Regions from separate parts of the Mus musculus genome. Here all the other regions are linked to region 3. The links are chromatin contacts, called in public Micro-C and promoter capture Hi-C maps. All regions are on one chromosome and are shown on one strand. Each heading gives the region's core, a stretch centred on a gene start, on an enhancer-like site or on the middle of the called end of the contact. The rest is flanking DNA. Distances are from core to core; before and after follow the strand shown.

Evidence for each region. Promoter capture Hi-C pulls out the DNA fragments that hold promoters and counts their contacts. A called contact is a pair of places that touch in the nucleus more often than the background predicts.
Region 1: a contact with region 3 is called in a promoter capture Hi-C map of embryonic stem cells, with 12 read pairs. The contact joins the promoter of A330001L22Rik here to the promoter of Zmiz1 in region 3. A contact is called at or near these places in 2 of 39 promoter capture datasets (both in embryonic stem cells), 16 of 484 Hi-C or Micro-C datasets (embryonic stem cells and stem cell-derived epiblast-like cells) and 2 of 115 datasets of contacts at active chromatin or transcription factors (both in embryonic stem cells).
Region 2: a contact with region 3 is called in a Micro-C map of embryonic stem cells, with 8 times the contacts expected there. The contact joins the promoter of Wnt5a here to the promoter of Zmiz1 in region 3. A contact is called at or near these places in 1 of 39 promoter capture datasets (embryonic stem cells) and 6 of 484 Hi-C or Micro-C datasets (all in embryonic stem cells).

The regions. Positions count from the first base shown.
Region 1 is chr14:21,987,897-21,991,059 of GRCm38.p6, forward strand. It overlaps A330001L22Rik (a long non-coding RNA gene), which reads left to right and starts at 1,579. Exons shown (of 2, transcript XR_001781181.2): 1 at 1,579-3,163. Zfp503 (zinc finger protein 503) reads right to left here and starts at 1,705. Exons shown (of 3, transcript NM_145459.3): 1 at 1,129-1,705; 2 at 1-388.
Region 2 is chr14:28,503,826-28,507,107 of GRCm38.p6, forward strand. It overlaps Wnt5a (wingless-type MMTV integration site family, member 5A), which reads left to right and starts at 1,648. Exons shown (of 5, transcript NM_009524.4): 1 at 1,648-2,289. The coding sequence starts at 2,284.
Region 3 is chr14:25,457,747-25,460,848 of GRCm38.p6, forward strand. Zmiz1 (zinc finger, MIZ-type containing 1) reads left to right here and starts at 1,439. Exons shown (of 24, transcript NM_001310666.1): 1 at 1,439-1,810.

The sequences.
Region 1 (3,163 bases), core at 329-2,828, 3.5 Mb before region 3:
GCAGCTGCACCGAGGGGGAGATTAAAGCCTTTGCCGCCTTCCAATCAAATGGGAGCCCGAGGTGATTGGAGGGTCAAGGGGATGTGACGCGTCCCGCGCCGCCGCCACCGCCAGGAATCTCAGAGCTGGTTTTAATGGGCAGCTCCCTCTTCGCCGCCCCTCGGCTTGTCCCCTCCCTCGATTTCGCTACCCGGACGAGATGGACATTTATTCTACGTTTGTCATCTACCGCCTTCCTTCTTTTTTCTCTTCGTCGTTCTTCGTTTTCCCAGCAGGAAAACAAACTGAAACCTTTGGAGGGAGGGAGTGTTAACAGACTTCGGGAGAAGAAACGCAGGCGGTAATGTGGATACCTGCTGAACAGTCAACTCCAGGGATGAGTGGGAGCCTGTATACAAAAAAAATCTTTTCAGAAATTAAGATTTTGCGTGGCGCGGCCACCCGGGTAAGGAAAGTCGATGCTGCAGAAAGTCTGCCCGCCCGCTTGGATTTCCAGAGGTTCAGCAGCAGAGAAACCAGAAGCTAGAAGGGCAACGGAGGCGGTGGCTGCTCGTCCTCGCGACGTGCGCCGGGCTCTCCGCCCTTCCCGGTCACGTGACACCGAAGGACGCTCAGATTGGGGCTTGAGCGGGGGGTCACATGTTTCCCCTGTTTCACACTTCAGCCCCCCCCCCATTCTTGCTTTCGTCTTGCTACTCTCCCCCCCCCCCGCACCCCCTGTTTCTCTGGGCATCTCCACCCCTCCATCAATTGTCAATGTGCCTCGACCGCAATCAATCAGTTATTTGTCAGCTCTTGTCAATCTGCCCGTGATTTATGTCAGCTTTTGTTGCTGATTACAAGGCGGGTGAGACTTGAAGGGAAAAAGAGAGACCTAGAGTGAGACAGAGGAAGGAAGAGACCGAGAAGAAACTGAAGGAGGGGGAAAGAGCAGCAGCCTCCTGGCACCTGTGTGTGTGTTTGTGTGTGTGGAGGGTGTGTAAGAAAAAGAAAGAGGGGAAAGGGGCGTCCACAGTCAGGAAAATGAAATAGTGAGAGTAAAGTGCGCAGGTGCACCCAGGACTCCTAGTCTGGAGCACCGGCCTGGGATGTGCTCACTCCCTCTTGGGGTTGTGGAGACAGACACACCTTCTACCTTTGGGTGCTTCGGTCAATCCGGGTCGCCCAGTTCGGGTCTGCTGAGTACCTAAGAACGACGCTGGAGGCGACGTCTAACGCGGAGGTTTCCCGCCTCTCTGGCATAATCCCTCCCGGGAATGTAACTTGAGGATGTCCAGTTGTCGACCTCGGTAGTGTTCCCACCCCAGACTCGGGAATTTCTTTCCAAAGAGCCATGCCATCAAATATAGCCCGAGTTCTGGAGGTTACTTGTAGAATAAACCTCCTTAATTCTGTGACCCGTGTTCGTAGCGAGAGTTGAATAGCTCAAGAGAAGAGGCCTGACCATGTGCATAGGCAAACAGGTCTCAGGCTCGCTCTCCTCCTCTCCCGGGTCCTTCGCCACTACCCTCCGCTGGCCATCCCGACAGTCCTGGGAGCCGGGACTTAATCGGGCTGCTGGACGGCATGATGTAGACCATCCAGACAGGACTGACCTATGCGGGGAGAGGAGAGGGAAGGAACGCGAGAGGGAGGGGCGGCTGCCTGTGGAAACCGGTTCTTCCAGGGAAGCGGAGCGGGACTTCGGCGTTCCCCTCGATTTGCGCCGTCGCTCGGGCTGTTTGGAAAGAAGAGGGGAGGCGCTGTGCATGCTGACTTGTACCTGGATCTGGGTGCACAGTGCGTATGCACTCCTGTGCCGCTGGGCGACTTCCATAACGTCCGCTCCGGGGTTACTCCCAGAAACTCGTAGAAAGTAGAAGGGGGTGAGAAGAGGACACACCCCCTTGCTCGGAGGGACTTGGGAGACTTTGAATTTCCCCTCCCCCCACTTTTCCGCAGAGCTCTTCTTTTGTTGTCAAGTCCTTTTGATAAATGGTGGGGCTGGGAGAGCTGGGAGCCAGGAGCCGATCTGCGCCCTGCGCAGGGGCGGGGGCCCAGCCTGGAGACCGGGTTCGGACCACCGCGCACCCTGAGCTGAACCGGGCACGCTCAGGGGACTTTTCCTTCTGTTTGCCAGCCTATTTCTTTCCTACCATCCCAGTCCCCCTTCCCTTCTGTTTCTGTCCACGCGGATAACGAGAACTTTCTGGGGTGGGGGTGAGTTATATAATTTTCTCGTAAGTATTCTTTCACAGAGTTTTGATTTTATTCCTTGATTCCTTAGGTTGGCAAAGTTAATGGGATGGTAACTCGATTAATGGTAATTTGGAAAGAAGAGCGGCTGGGGCTGGTGTGTGTGTGTGTGTGTGTGTGTGTGTGTGTGTGTGTGTTAAGAACATTGGCTGTTTGTGATCCTCCTGCGACAATTGAGAAAGGTAAATTTGTGAGACTATGGCAAGATCACAGGCACCTTTGTGAAGGTGCCTGAATGATCTCTGGAGTAAGAAGTCCAGCTTACGTTTTGGCAGAATGGCAACCCCAAACTCTGCCGGGTAAGGTCTCTGAAGCTGCTTGCAGCCTGCGGGGTGTTAGTGCCTGCCGGTGTCTCCCACTGTATGGCTCTAAAGGTGTCACCCTCTGGTCAGCTCCTGTGGTCCTAGCATAGGAAGCTAGGCCTTGGGCCACCTGCCATATTGGCCTCTTTCATAGGCCTGGAGAGTGAGAGTTGACGCTGTGGACAGAACTGAGGAGAGCAGGAGCAAGCGCGGGCCTAGGGTGTCCTCTTCGCTCCGGGGGTTCAGTTTCTAGGCTCAGTTTGTCTCTTTTCCTCCAATTCCAGTAGTTTTCTCATTGCGCTGGGCAGTTCAAGGGAGGCCACCCCAGCTCTTCAAGACTGGTAGAATCGTGGAATGGCTCTCGTCCCACGTAGATTACATGCGCTCACCGGTGTGCGCCGCCGGGCTCCGTGAGCTCCGACTGCCGCGTTAAAACTCAACTCCGAAGGTCGGAGCGCACGGGGGCGCCTGGGGGTCTGCGTTCCCCGGGCTTTGGGGAGGCACCAGCATCTGAGCCTGCGCACCTCTCAAGGGAGGCCAAATCTCTGAAGGCCGAGTAAGCTGTGGAAGTTGGAGGGGGTGTGGGGGGATATATTGTTATTAATTACTTCAGGCTAGGCCTAATG
Region 2 (3,282 bases), core at 398-2,897, 3.0 Mb after region 3:
CTTGAACGTTGGAAGATGGGAAAGATGGAGAAAAGAATTGCACTAACCCATGAGACATTGTTTGAGCATGCCACCTGTGGCATACCGGAGGATAGGGTGGTGCTTATCCATCCACTCTATCCAATCGAAGTCCTAACAATTTCAGCTATCTAGAGGTGTCTAGAAGTTCTGGAGTCTGGATCCCCGGTTCACCTAAACTTCACAGTCTTCTCACCCTGAGAGCCACCACCTAGATCCATATCGGCAGCATGACCTCTACTCTTGCCTGGCCACGTTGGGGTGAGGAACAGTCCTGTCTAGCAAACCTCTGACACCAGGGACTTTGCAAGATGCACGAGCCCACTCTACCCTCCAAGCCCGGGCTTTAAGCCCAGGGCGCAAGGAGACATCCCAACCCAACCAGGATCCATGTCAGTGAGGTCCTTTCTGTAGAGGTGCCAGTAAATGCAGTTGGGGACAGTTGAGCCAAGGGGTCCGGATCGGAAAGTTGAGGTTCAGACCCCCAAACGGGTCGACGGCTTTGGAAGAAGCTGAGCCGATCAGGAGGCAGGCAGGCAACAGCAGTGAAATGAACCTCGTTATACAGATGCCTGGGGGATGGGGAGCCTTGAGGAGGGGGCCCAAGGGGGAGCGTACCCCGCCTCCAGGCACCCTGTCCCGTAGTACAGCTTTAAAATCCTGAGAAGTTTGTCATAGGACAGCCTCATCACGCATGCGCATAGGCAAAGTTGACTTTTTTTTTCTCTCCCCCCCCCACCCCCCTTTGCCTCTCCAGCCGTGTTTGGTTCTGCAACTTTAAAAATATTTTTTTTTCGCTGAGAACACCAAGGGAAAGAGGAGTCTGGAGAGAGGGAGGGCGAAAGTGAGGGAGCTGGTCAGGAGGGCCGGGGGTGGGGGGCACGCGGTCCCCTCGCTGGGCCAGTCAGTCTGTGGGGCACCGCATCGCTTGGAAAGTTGCTGCAGGCTCCGAGGCACCGCCTCCGCCGTCCGGAGTCCGGATTGTGCGGCCGCTGCATTGCCATCTCCTTCCGCGGCCTCCGCCGGGCCCCACGACCGCCCCTCGGACCCCGGCCGCGACCGAGGAGGTGGGCAGCCTCGGCCGCCATGGACCTCTGGAGTTGAGTCGCCACCGCGGAGCTCTGCGCCCTCCGTCCTCTCGCTCTGTTCTCTCTGGAAAGGCGGGGGGGTGGAAAGAAGAAGGTTAACCCGAAGAAAGGAAGAAAGAAAGAAGGGGACCAGAAGGGGGAAGCCAACGTTCCCCCACAGGCTAGCTGTCCATCAACCGCTCAAGCCACCAAGCGGCAGAAAGTTCAGGGCTGCCTTGAACCCATTTTCTTTGCGCCTGGTTTTTGCCAGACTCTAAAATGAAAGGACAAAATTTGGCGCTGACTCTTGCAGCTCTGATGGCGACTTGTGCGATTTCAGCGGCATCTCCCGGAGAAAAAACCATGCGTGCCTGATTGTTCTGTGGTCCCATAGCCGCCGCCGCTGCTGCTGCTCTGTGTGTGTGTGTGTGTGTCTGTGTGTGTGTGTGAGCGCGTGTCTCTGTGTCTGCGTGTGTGTGCGTTTGTGTGTGTGTATGTGTGTGTGTTTGGGTGTGTGTCTGTGTGTACACAGAGGTTCACTAGCTAACTCAGCTGCAGGAGCAGTCCCTGGAAGCAGACGTTTCGGCCACAGACCCAGAGAGGAGGAGCTGACAATCAGGAGGCGTGAGCCGCCTGGAGTCTGCAGAATTCGTGGTGTGAATGAACTGGGGGCATCTTGGGCACAGGGATTGCCCCCCCTCCTTCCCCGCCTCGGGCCACAGTTGAGTAGTGGGGCATTTTTTTTCACCTTCTTGTGAAGAATTTTTTTTATTATTTGTTGTAAAGTCTTTTGCACAATCACGCCCACATTTGGGGTTGGAAAGCCCTAATTACCGCCGTCGCTGATGGACGTTAGAGAGGGAGCGCCTCGCCGCGGAACAGTCGCCTGCGCGCCCTCGTCGGACCCGCGGCTCCTGCACTGTGTCCCCGCTCGGCCCTGCGCTTGCTGCTCGCCCGCGCGCGCCGGCGCCCTCTCGGTTCCTGGGCACATTTCCACGCTATACCAACTCCTCTGCCCGAGTCCGGGCGCCAGTGCTCGCTTCCGCTCCGGGTCGCTGCGCCCACCCGACGCGCCCAGGAGGACTCCGCAGCCCTGCTTTGGATTGTCCCCCAAGGCTTAACCCCGACGCTTCGCTTGAATTCCTCGGCCGCCTTCGCTCGGGTGGCGACTTCCTCTCCGTGCCCCCTCCCCCTCGCCATGAAGGTAAGTGTTCTGTGCGCACGGACGCTCCCTACTTTTTCCCCCCCTTTTCAAAGTTAACTGAACTCTTTCAATCTATCCCTATCCTCTCCATTTCTCTAACTGCCTGGAGAAAGCTAAACTCCAATATCGCCGGCAGGGACTCCTATCTTTTCGTCCCTTACCCTGGGGACACTGCCTCTGCGTCCTTGGAGACTTTTTGCACCGGCTATTCTTCAAACCTTTTCAACTATGGAGAAGAGCGAGGGCAGGAAAGACAGTTCGGGTCACAGGCGGCGCGCCTTTTTACCTCGAGAACTGGAGTGTAGTTTTACTACGTGTATTTCAGTGACTGGATAATGATTCGATTCATCAAGTATATATCAAACGCTCATTTCACCGGCACGCGGAGATTGTGTGGCTGAAGCTCTGAGGCCGGATGAGGACTGTGTTAGGAGAAACGGCTGCGAGACTAAGGAAACTAGGGGCCACCTACCCTAGAGCAACGCACACCCCACCCCCAACCTCCGATCAGGGCCCAGTTCCCGGCTCTCCAGGTCGAGTAACCCGAGCGTTCCCGGCCCCTGTGCCTTTAAGAGTGCCTGGCGGGGGGCCAGAGCGCACCCCGCGCGGGGAGCAGGGTCGCGTTATTAGCTTTATTAGCGGCCTCTGGGTGAGCTCAGGTCCTTTACTGCAGCATTGGGGGCGGGGAGTAGTGGTCCTAGTGGCTTTAATCCTGCCCCCTGAGCGGAGTCAACCTAGTGCTTTGGAGACTCTAGGGCCTCTGCGTTTCGAGATCGGGCGGGGGTTAGTTTGTGAACTCGTGTTTGTTTTAATTGTCAGTTGTATGTTAAAGCCGAGTCACACACTCTGAGGGTCACCGAGAGTTCACTTTTACAAAAAAGTTAACGTTTCGTCTTGAAATATAACTAGCAATTTTCCAAACAACTTTTCCTTCGGTTATCCTCCACGCCTCGATAACAATTTCCATTTATACTTCATACCTCTCATTTCCAG
Region 3 (3,102 bases), core at 189-2,688:
TTGTTATTCCAGCTCCCTTCCTCGCCTCGCCTCCGACACCGTGGCTGCCTGCAAAACGCGGAGCACGGAGTTATCGCCACACCTGGAGTCCCTAGCGGGCTCAGACCCAAGCCTCCCCCGCCTGTCCTGAAGGGGAGCGCGTGCGCGCGCGCGCGCGCGCGCGGGTCCAGCCTAGACGCTTGTTGTCTTTAGGACTACATTACCTCTAATCGAGAGGCGGGTGGGGTTGAGGAAGGGATGTGGAAGAGTAAGGGGAACATGTGTGGTATGTGTACGCGAATGTGAGAGGTAGTGCACGGGGGAATGCCTCGTGTTTTGTTTTGTTTTTAAACGTACCGGGGGTGGTGTACACTATATTTGTGTGTTCAATTGTATGACTCCAGGTGCACGGGCATAACTGGGATGGAAAGTGTGTGTACAAGTGTGTGGAGGGGGTCATGCGTGCTATGAGAAGTATGCGTGCCATGCTGTAAGGTAGGCGCAAACCCGTTTGCCGTTTGTGTAGGAGTTTCTGTGTGAGTGGTAATGGACAAGAGCCAAAGGGAGTGCGCACTTGGATACACTTGGGGGCCGGTCTGTGAGGGGAACCTCCGCAAGTGAGCGCACCTAACTGCTTCGTGAGTGCTCTTCGCCACTGTAGGAGTGGAGCCCAGCCCTGGGCTGTGGGCTTGGTTGGGTTATTTCCACCTCTGCAAAGCGGGAGCGCTCGGCTCTCAGCGCCCCAGGCGCTCCCTACCAGGCACTAAGGCGTCCTTGCTCTTAACTTCAAGTAGTAGTGGGTATTTATGGTTCTCGCTGCACCTCTCGCTCTTTCTCAAGATGTCAATGGAGGCGCACTTTAGTCTCCCCTGCGTCACCGGTGGTAGTGAAGGTTAGGGTCCTCTCACCCTCTCTCACCCTGTTTTAGGAATAATCCCAAAATCTACATGGAAGTTTCGCACACAGTGTCTCATTAGCAATCCAGTCACCCCAATTCAGATAGCTGACAGCACCTGAGGTCTCAGTGCACTCCTGCAGGGGACCAGTAGGAAGCGGGGTACGCCTTCTGGAAGTAATTTTGCTCCTACCAATGTGATCCCTTCCTAGGCACATCAGTCTCTCCGCTCCAAACTTATGGGATGCGGAGAGGGGGGCGTTAAAGAGCAGCGAAGGGAGGCGAGAAGAGGGACGAGAGTGAACGAGCAGCAGAGGAGGGTGAGGGTGGCGCGGTGCCTAACAGGGTTCGGAAAAGAGCTGAGACCTGGGAACGGAGAAGAAAGGGAGGAAAAGAAGGGAAAGGAGAGAGGCGGAAAGGAAAGGAAAAGAGAAAAGGAGAGCGCAGCGAGCGCGCAGATGGAGAGCGAACCAAGGCAAGCAGAGCTGCGCGCCGGAGGCGCGGCACTCCGCTCCCGCCGTGACTCCGTGCCGGCTTTTGCGGGAGGCCGGCGGCGCGGGGCCCTTTGGAAATAGAATAGCCAATGTAATCTGACACTTCAACTTGCTCGGCTCCGGGCGAGTTGATTCACTTACTCACCCCCTAACGCCGAGTTCCTTTTCACTGTCTGTGGACATTAAAAAAGCGAGCGGCGGCGGCGGCGGGCGCCCGGGAGAGCAAGCTGCCGGCCGGGCGAGCAGCGATCCGGCTGCAGAGCAAGCGAGCAGCGCCCGCGCAGCGCGCTGACCCTAGCCCCGGCCGGTGAGGAGCCGGAGCCGGAGTCGGAGCCGAGTGGATTTCCGCGCTCTCGCTGCGCTCCTCCCGGCTCCAGCCTGCCCTACACGGCGGTGGCGGCGGCGCGTCCTCCAGCGGTGGCAGTGGTGCTCGCAGCGCCCGGTAAGTTTGGGGACAGAGCCAAGCGCCCGTTAACACCGAGGCTTCCACCCGCTCCCGGCGGATCATCGGGGTGCGAGCGCCGTGTACTATACTAGGGCTTTCCTCTTAAAGGTTTAGCTCTGGCCGGGCGAAAGAAGCCAGCCGTGCAGGCTCGGCCCGCTGCTCTGGCCGCCGGGGGCGGAGGCTCTGGCCACCAGCGAGCGCCCAGCTTGTGTAGAGCGGCTCCGGATGAGCGCGGGGACCCGGGGTTCTTCGGGTGTACGGGGCGCCGGTGCGGTTGTGCGCTCGGACTCGGTGCCCGCCTCCTGCCGGCGCGCCTCCCAGCCGTCGCTCCGATCAGTCGGGAGCCAGCCGGGATACGGATTCGGAGGAGGGAGGAGAGGACCCGGGAAGGACTGGCTGCTTCTCCCTTGCCTCTTTTGGAAAGATGTGAAGTTGTGCTCCTGTGTGCGTAGGAGAACCTCCGGGAAGGCGCTGGATTCTAGGGTGGCAAGGGTTGGTGGTGTTAAGTTGTGCCTCCGAATTTCTATGGAGAACACACTTTTGTACATGGGAGATGGGGGCGCGGTTAAGTTGTTTTGGGGGGAGAATAGCCCAGGGAAACGCGGCGCGTGGCTGAAGCAGGACACGTTGAAGAGATGTGTCGAGGCTTCTCGTTCGGGCTTCGGAAGCCGAAGGGGCTTTCAGGCCAACGCCTGGCCGGGGCTGCCCCAGTCGGGAGGCGAGCCCAAGGGGAAGATGTGTCTGTGTGTGTGTGCGCGCGCGTTGCAAATACGAAAGTAATTTCCCCGTGTTCTTTCTTCCTCTCTGTCTCCGGCGGCGGTGGCCCCGGGGGAGTGGGAGGCCGACCCGGGAGGAGATTGAGGGGCCGGGCCGGAGCTGAAGCTCGGTCCGGATTGTGGGAGGGAAGCTCAGAAAGCTTGTTTCACATTCCTGGCGTCAGGGCCAGGGAGAAAACAGTGGGGAGCACGGCCTCGGTGTCGCGGTGCAGGCTGCGGGAGCGCGTCGCCCCCTGGCCGGAGACATCTGTCCAGGAAGCTGGCCAGGCGGGGAGAGGGCGCGGTGCAGAGGGCAGGCTCCCCGCCCTGGAGCGGTGGGGGCGCGGGAGAGGGGCGGCCTCCTCTCCCGGCCATTGTGCGCCAGCAGATTTTCACGGGAGACTGCCCCGAAGCCGCGGGAGAAGGCCAGGAGCCGGCCACAGCCTCCGGTTTAAAAGACACTCCAGGAATGTAAACAACCCGGGCGGGAGGGCTAGCGGACAGGAGCGCGCCAGGACTGCGGGCTTGGGCCCC